3 separate regions of the Gossypium hirsutum genome follow, and all the other regions are linked to region 3. The links are chromatin contacts, called in public Hi-C maps. All regions are on one chromosome and are shown on one strand. The core of a region is the stretch at or near the end of the contact, and the rest is flanking DNA. Distances in the headings are between cores, read along the strand shown.

Region 1 (2,700 bases), core at 200-2,699, 600 kb after region 3:
TGCTTTTTAGAATCTCCATTTTACTTGAATTAATGGCAAAATTTAAATTGATTTGCTAAGCTTAACCTTAAGATCCTGTTTAGCTTTATTCAAAAATGTTTTTTTTTACATGAAAACTAGATTCTCCATTTAAAGTACTTTTTAAAGTGACTTCTGGAGCCAAATCATATTAATATGTGCTTTTAAAAATAATACTACTGATTAATTTACCCTTTTTTATTTTATTTTAAATATATAATATTATTTATTTTATTTAAAAATAAGAGTGTTAATAAGAAATTGGTGCTGTCAATCTACTCAAGTCTCAATTCCGTAATTACCGAATCGAGTTTATGCTATTACTCTAGTCGAAGAGCTTAACAATATTCAACTCGAAAAACTTTCAAGCTTTATCGAGTTTTTTCAATATATATTTTATATTATTAACTTACATTAGTACTCTTAATGTATATAATTAACCCTAAGCTTAATTATCAAGTCGACCTTGAGTTCGAGCTTAAATATGAATGAGCTTAATCAAGCTTGAATACAAAATTTAATAAACGAGCTTAACTGAGCTTAGGTTAAGTATCTTGATTATATCTTGAGCTGAGCTCAAACTTAAAAATAATTACATAATTGAGTTTGAGTCTAGTATCGTACATAGAATTTCAAGTTGAGCTCGAATTTAATAGTGTTTGAGTTTAACTTGACTCCATTATACTTCTATTTAAAATATGAATTATATATTTACAATTTATATTAATTGTTTAAAAAATATTTTAAATTTACATTTTATTTATCATAATTTTAACTAATTTAATTATTCAAATTAGCTTAGTTTATACCTTTCAGCATCATCTTGGAAGCAAAGTTAAACATTTAATTAGAAAATCACATTTTTTTTTTCCAACCCAAATTTCACGGCACTTTACAAAAACAGTTTTTCTAGCACCTTAAATATTAAACTAGTAGGAAACGTGAGAGATGGACTAATGGGCATGGCACTTCAGGTTAGGGTTGAAATATGGTTTGAGTTTTGGATTTTTAATTTTTTCATTATATTTAGGTTCGGTTATTCATATTAATTTTGAATTTTAGATTTTTTTTACAAAATAAACTTTAATTTATGGTTTTTAAAGTTTCAAATTTTTGTCTAATAAATAAATAATTTTCAAGTTATTTTGATTCTTTTAAATATGAAATATTATAATTTAAAATGAATTATAATAATAAATAAAAAAAAAAGAATTCGATTTGATTTAATTAACTAGTATTTCATAAAATTTCAAAATAGTGTTTCTCGGTTATTCTTTCTTAACTAGGCGCCTTACCCTACAACTTCAGTCCATTTAACATGGGCTTGGGCCTATTTTGGGAATCTACGGTTGGAAATATACTCTTCAACGTTCCTTATCTCATCTTTTATTAGTTTAAAATTTAAAACAAATGGTTTCTTCTTCTTATTATTATTATTATTATTTTTGTTTGGTTAAGTAAGTTCTCTCCTTTTCCGTCTGACCTATGTGACAGTGCATGTTTATTTTTTTTAAAAAAAAACTCCTCTTTTTATCAGTTCAGTAGCCAAGGAAATGCAAGAATGAGCCTTTAAGGCTATCACTTATACCCTCCAATGCCTCGCAATTCAAATATCACTTCTATTTTTCGCCGTTTTTGAATATCGCAGCCTCTGCACTTCCCCATTTTCTTTTGCCTTTTCCTTCGCATGATCTACAATTGCAACTTTGTTGATTGCTTTTGACCTTTGAAGCCTCACCACTCTCTCTTTACCCCTTGCATTAACAGTCTCCCAGGTTTGTTCTCCAAATGCAGCTTCTTTTTCCTTCTTCTTAATGACGACTGAACATGTTGGAGCTGGGTTTTTTGGATTTGGATTTTCTTTTAAAGAGTGGGTTTAAGAAACTACAATTTTTTTTTCAATTCTGAGATGTTTTATATATAGTTGGTGTTTAAGGAACACATCTCTATCTCATTATCACATAATGAAGGCTTGTTTGCTTACTGGTTTTAAGATAGAAAAGAGTTGTTTATGAATGTAAAAGGGATTATTGGATTTTCTTTTATTTGGTAGTTGGTACACACTTTTTGCTTTGAACCACAAAAGAGTAAAAAGAAAAGAACAGATAAAGCATGGAATCTTTCATAAACCACGAATTTCTTTTTCCTTTATGGTAAAGCAAAAGATATTTTTATTTTAGTTTTATTTATTGGGTTAAACTTAAATCTTTTGATGGCAAATAGTAAACGTTTTTGGTTGGGCAGAGAGAGAGAGAGAGAGATAAAGAAGAAGGGAAAATGATGACGATGAAGAAAAGACTGGCATGCTGCACGCGCGACAGAGAGATTAGCCTCGATTTTGATGAGCAAGATAATAGTAAGTTAATTATTACTTTTAATTAATAATTAAATTAATACACCTATTTCCTTTTTAAGATTTGAACCTTTTCATTGTAATGGTAGTAGGCTGGATGGATTGAAAAAAAACGTAGTATTAGGCTATTAGCACTATTCTATGATGAAAATTTCCGTGATTGTTGCCATATTGCCATGTGATTCTAGTCTTTTGTTTTTGAATTTTTTTCTTCTTAATTTTGTTTTATTATCCAACATGAGAAAATATAATATGTGTACCTAACACATTAGACTTCAGCTATCTATCTATTTTTATAGATATTTAAAATTGAACTACAGTGACTTTGT
Region 2 (2,700 bases), core at 164-2,663, 520 kb after region 3:
ATATTCTTTTGATTAAATTAAGTATTTAAATTTTCTAAAATTTGTAGTTTATTGGAAAATTGACAGCCAATTATTTTTTTCATTAAAATTCCTTTTCAAAATATGATGGAGAATATTAGTTGAAAAAGTTTGATTTTTCAGAAAAGTACAGGTCTATCCAGAATTTTGTTTTACAATTTAAAAAAATTAAAAGAATTTAATACAATATTGGAGATGGGGTTAAGGTGACATGGTTTGAACATGTGTCAAACGAATATTTAGAAAATTTTTTAACCATCGCTCTATATAAGGCAAAAAAATAATTTTAGTAAAATTTGTAAATGCATACACAAAAACAATATTTTCAATATTTTTGAATTTATAATAAATTTTTTTATTTACAAAAGATTTTTTATCGTTTAAAAAAAACTTTTGGAAAAATTGAAATTTTGTTAAAAATGATTGAAAATTGAAATTTTGCATTATTATAAATTGATTTCAAAGAATTTTGTGTAAGATTTTTCTTTTGGTAATGTTTTGAAATCTTTATTTTATTATGAGCAGGCATTAATAGGAAGAGCCTATGTAATTTTTATTTCTTGATGTAGATATATGTTATACTTTTATTACTTGTTTATTGTTATCTCATTAGTTTTAACAACATCAACAAACCAAAATTAATGATTTAACTAAAATTTATAAACCAATTTTTTTTATAAAGTAAAAAGACTGTATGAAATTAAGCAAATATATTAATTAGAAAAAAAGTAAGTAACACGTGTCATTATGTTATTGGAAAGAAGAAGAATAAATTGAACAGCAAAGACACGGATCGCAAAAAACCGAGGTCATTTTATTTTTCAAATTTCCTTTATCTTTACCACACAAATACTCCACGTTGCATCTGTAAACTACTCGCACGTGCTCTTACTGTATCAATGGCATCTCTTTTATCTCACTCCAATCCAATCTACGCCTCTTTTAACAGTCACTTCGTCACTGTTCTTTTCATTAAAAATTAACTATTTTACCAAATACTATTTAAGTTTTTCTTTTTCAGTCCATTTCCTCAAACAAATAAATATTCTGTTACTTAAAATTTAAAAAAAGTGAAAAAAGTTGGATAATTTAATTAATCCTCAACACCAGCGGTGCTTAGTAATATCAGTTAATCAGATTCAACTACCAATTTACTTTTAAAATCTTAAGCTTTAAATAATAAATGTAAGTAAATTCCATGTTTAGTAGTGTTATTTAAATTCGAAAACATTTGAAATAAGGAACTTTAAAAAAAATCACATGCTTTGTGCTTTTCAAGTTTGCAGTGGAGACGGTGGACTTTTTTCTCTTGTTTGCTCACAAAACAGGAGTGACTGTGTTGGACACGTGGAGAGAAGGAACTGGTCTGTTGTGATTATAAATAACGGGCAAATAAGGGAAGATCAAGCTCAGCGATAGGGTTATAGAAATAGTAATAGTTATAGATGGTAAGGAGGAGCCCTTTTCCCAAAACCAACCATTTCGGTGAAGGGAAAAGGGGCTGGAGATTGATTCAGTTACCGGCGGTCTCTAATTCGCTTGGTGCAGGTCGGGAACTAATTAGCTGTCCCTTAATATTGGATTGATTTTGATTTTGATTTAAGCCAGATGGCTGGGCGTGATTGGAGGAAGCGCGAATCGGATCCCGCCTTGCATCAACTGAATCGGAGACCGCGGTGAAGGTTGCGTGGATCTTTCCTTTTTGTTCACTTTTAGGCTTATGATTCAGATCTCAGGTTGGGATTTTATTTTCCTTCTTGCTTGTTTTTGGTAGCTTTTTTAAAAAAAAAATTATTATGACTATTGATTTGTTTTATTATTATGGAAACTACAGATTTGCTTCTGAATCATTAGATTTGGGATTTTTTTTTGTTTTAAATATATAAATTGTTTTTTTTTGGTTATCTTTCTTTCGACGATTCAAACGTCAAGAAGAAAAGGGATTTACAAAATTGTTAATTGCTCAAACTTCACTTAGTTTAAAAAAATTATGGCGTTGTTGTAGTAAAATAAATGCATTACTTCATTGTAAATGTTTTGTTTAAATCTAGGAATTACTATGATAATATACATTGGAATTAGTCAATTCCTATTTCTTGTTAATTAAGAGTAACCTCCTATGAGTTCACTGCAGATTTATTTTAGTAGTTGGTTTGATTTAAGATAACTATTCAATCTAATGTTTGTAATGATTGATTTTGATTGGATAGTAACACCGTAATGTTAGTTGTGCAAACATTTTTTGTGATATCTTAATCTTATGTGTTGGGTAGTTTTCGTACTTCTCAAATGCTTCGTACAAGAGATACAATTAAATCCCATAACTTTATAAATCGTGTTATTCCACTGTATGAGTAGAATAAAGAAGTTTAGTCCTTGTTTTAACAAGTTCTAATATTTTGTTTATTTGATTATTGGACGTTCTGTCAGCGTAAAGATAGATTCTAAGTTCTATCTTCTTTTTTGTTTCAACTTACGGTATCCTTAGGAGCCTTTTGGGGGGATAAATCTCAGTTGTCAGTGTAAATCTAGATATTCATTCAGTATTTGATAAATTAGTTTCAACTTTCTAGCCCAAAAGAGATAATTAAGTTTCTTTATTGTGTTTCTTGTTAACATATTTAGTCCGTGTAGGGTCTAAACTGATGTCTATCATCGACTCCTTCCTCGTTTTCAAACATC
Region 3 (2,700 bases), core at 55-2,554:
TCCTTCATATCTATCCCTTAAAAACCCTTAAAAATTCTAGATTCTGATCTACTCTACCCAATCAAATTAACCCACTTGTAGCTCCATTGGAAAATTCGTTACTTGGACCTTTTTCTGCTGACCAGGAATTCTAGAAATATTGAAAGGAAGGAAGAAAACAATAAAAGAAAATGAAGGTTTTTCGTTTATGATTAGGAAAATGATACTGTCTAAGAAGCCGCCTTCTAATCCGGGATTAAAGTTAATAAAATTTTTGGATTAATTATTAGGCTTCCTCCGGTACATACCTTAAAAAATAGAAAAAATGTTAATTTTTAAAAAGGTCAAAAATACATTTGTAGCTAAAAAAATTGCAATTATAGAAGGTGTTCCCCGGTCGGGTCCACTTAAATACAGTTGTACAAGCAGTAGTAGTAGTGGCCTAATTTTGTGTTAACATGGCTGGCATAGGCAATCCACATAACTGGTGGCATCAATATAATCAATACACATGCAGTGCAACACCTTACCAGGAAAACGCCAGCAAAATTGCAGTAAGAGTTGGTTTTTTAGGCTTTCTTGTGTTTGCACTCCACCAGTAACTTGCACAGAGTAGTACGTTCCCTATGATTTGAGCGGTGCAGAGAGAGACTGATGCAGCCACACCCAGTTCAAAGGCATCACTCTTTCCAGGCAAGAAACACATCTTTCCATCCAACTTCAAATCAACCTTCTGGAGAATTAAACCAATTAAAAACCCTTATCAACTAATAATAGCAAGGAATGAATTAATTTATATACATACCTTGGATCTCTTTGCCTCAGCAACCAGACATGCGGCGAAGGAGACAAGGCCGAGGGAGGCAAGGACAGAGAACGTTAAGACGCAACCAAGTGGATGTTTTCCCATATCGCAGGTGGCCGCTTTGTGTTGGGAAGTTGGAAGTTAGTGAAGAGAAGAGGTGGTGGCGGTGATCAAATATCCAGCTCCTGTTTCTGTGCGGTGGGGTGGGGGTGGGAGCGAGCTTTCTTGGGGTTCTTACAAACAATTGTTTCATTGACATTGCTTGTAAGGAGAGAAACCATGCATGTCTCTGTCGCTGTCCCTGTCCCTAGTTGGAAGTTGTTTAGATTATATGGGAAGTTTTTGGATGGGTGAAATCTGAACCAACACTTTCTTATTAAATTCCACCACCTCAAGAGTGAGCATTAAGTTACCACCGAGTATAACTGGCACTTTCTTCTCCTCTCTTTTTCTTGCTATATTCCGCAATGGCGAATTGGCTGTTAGACTTTGATTTATTTTAAATGGGCATTGTAAGTAGAATAGAATAAATGAATGATAATATATATAATAGCATCTTATTTGATAATAATTCCTAAGCTCATATTTTTTAATAAAATTATTTTAGAAAGTATAATTATATAGTGATCGTGGAATAAAAGAAAATTCTGTAACATGTAATTCATTTTTTAATATAATTAAAACACTATGATGGGTAAATAGAATAATAATCGTTTTGAAAATCTAGACTATTTTAAATAATTGATTATTTCTATTTAAATTTTAAATTTTTTATATTTATAAATCATCCGGGAGCTCGCCTTGGAAATTAAGGACCTCTACCTTAAGAACGGGCCTCTTAGCCTAGCTAAGATAATATTGAGTTGATTAACTATTAATAAACATTAAAAATGATTTCTTAAAGTAGGGAATGTTTTTATCTTTTCATATTCTATATAAAATTTATAAAATACAATTTAGACTGAATAAAAAAAAAAAACTCACAATAATACAATTTAACCATGACACTAAAATTTTCAAAACCTTAGACTTTATTATATTTTTATAGGGATAAATATTAAAATTATATATGAACTATAATTTAATTGTAATTGTATACTTGAATTTTGATTTTGTGTAATTTTAACATAAAATTTTGATTTGATTCAATTCTTGTAAATTATTAACACAATTATGGATATAACATCGTTTTTTGTTTATATACCGCATGCATAAATAATTATAGTTATTTAATATAAAAATAAATTAATGAATTTATTTCTTTAAATGTGTATGATTTAATCAAAATTAAAATTTTAAGCATAAACATTTTATCCATTGCCTTTCTCGCCTTTCTCCATTTTTATCCATTGCGTTTTTCCTTTTTATCTCATCTAAAGCATAAACATTTTACTTGAAAAACCTTAAATAAAAATAAGAAATAACAATCCATAACCTAAATCCCCATAAACCACACACTAACGATCATTTACTTCAAAACCAAATGCAATAAAATCCGACATTCACTCATTATACTTAAAGTGTTCAATACTAAATGAAAATTTAAGTGTAAGGCATAGAAAGATATTTACCATAAGTTTGCCCAAATACAAACATGGCTGATGAATGTACATGTTACTCAATTTGTCATAATTCTATATTATTATTAGCTAGTTGATGGAGTTTTTTTCTTTTTTTTTTTGTTTACGGATTTAAGAGTAAAACCCTATGAGACTAGTAGTCTTGAAAATACGATCACATTGCGAGTTACCATATCCTTAACAGGAACATGTTTAATAGGAATTTATAAGGGTTGGGTGCAAACATCAATAAGAGGATACATTCCTTAACCCAATTACCCTTATAAAAATCTACATTCATGCCATTCCTTACATTCTAGATAAAACCATCACAAATCCTACGCCAAATACCACAAA

The links. Hi-C and Micro-C count contacts between places; a contact is called where the count stands out from the background.
Region 1: a Hi-C map of leaf shows a contact between it and region 3, with 3 times the contacts expected there. The contact joins the promoter of LOC107930096 here to the promoter of LOC107929409 in region 3. A contact is called at or near these places in 4 of 34 Hi-C or Micro-C datasets (anther and leaf).
Region 2: a Hi-C map of leaf shows a contact between it and region 3, with 4 times the contacts expected there. The contact joins the enhancer-like site here to the promoter of LOC107929409 in region 3. A contact is called at or near these places in 7 of 34 Hi-C or Micro-C datasets (anther, hypocotyl, leaf and 1 more).

What each region holds. Positions count from the first base shown.
Region 1 is chrA08:109,371,849-109,374,548 of Gossypium_hirsutum_v2.1, reverse strand. LOC107930096 (rop guanine nucleotide exchange factor 14) reads left to right here and starts at 1,449. Exons shown (of 8, transcript XM_041074382.1): 1 at 1,449-1,793; 2 at 2,265-2,374. The coding sequence starts at 2,296.
Region 2 is chrA08:109,448,419-109,451,118 of Gossypium_hirsutum_v2.1, reverse strand. No RefSeq gene overlaps it. Among protein-coding and RNA genes, the nearest start is that of LOC107930084, 4.8 kb to the right of the region's middle. Within about 2 kb of position 1,413, at least 9 of the 9 cell types and tissues checked have an H3K27ac peak or open chromatin away from gene starts, as enhancers often do. A contact at or near this core is called in hypocotyl and leaf, where this site is marked.
Region 3 is chrA08:109,967,885-109,970,584 of Gossypium_hirsutum_v2.1, reverse strand. LOC107929409 (protein MODIFYING WALL LIGNIN-2) reads right to left here and starts at 1,304. Exons shown (of 3, transcript XM_016860822.2): 1 at 785-1,304; 2 at 510-709. The coding sequence starts at 889.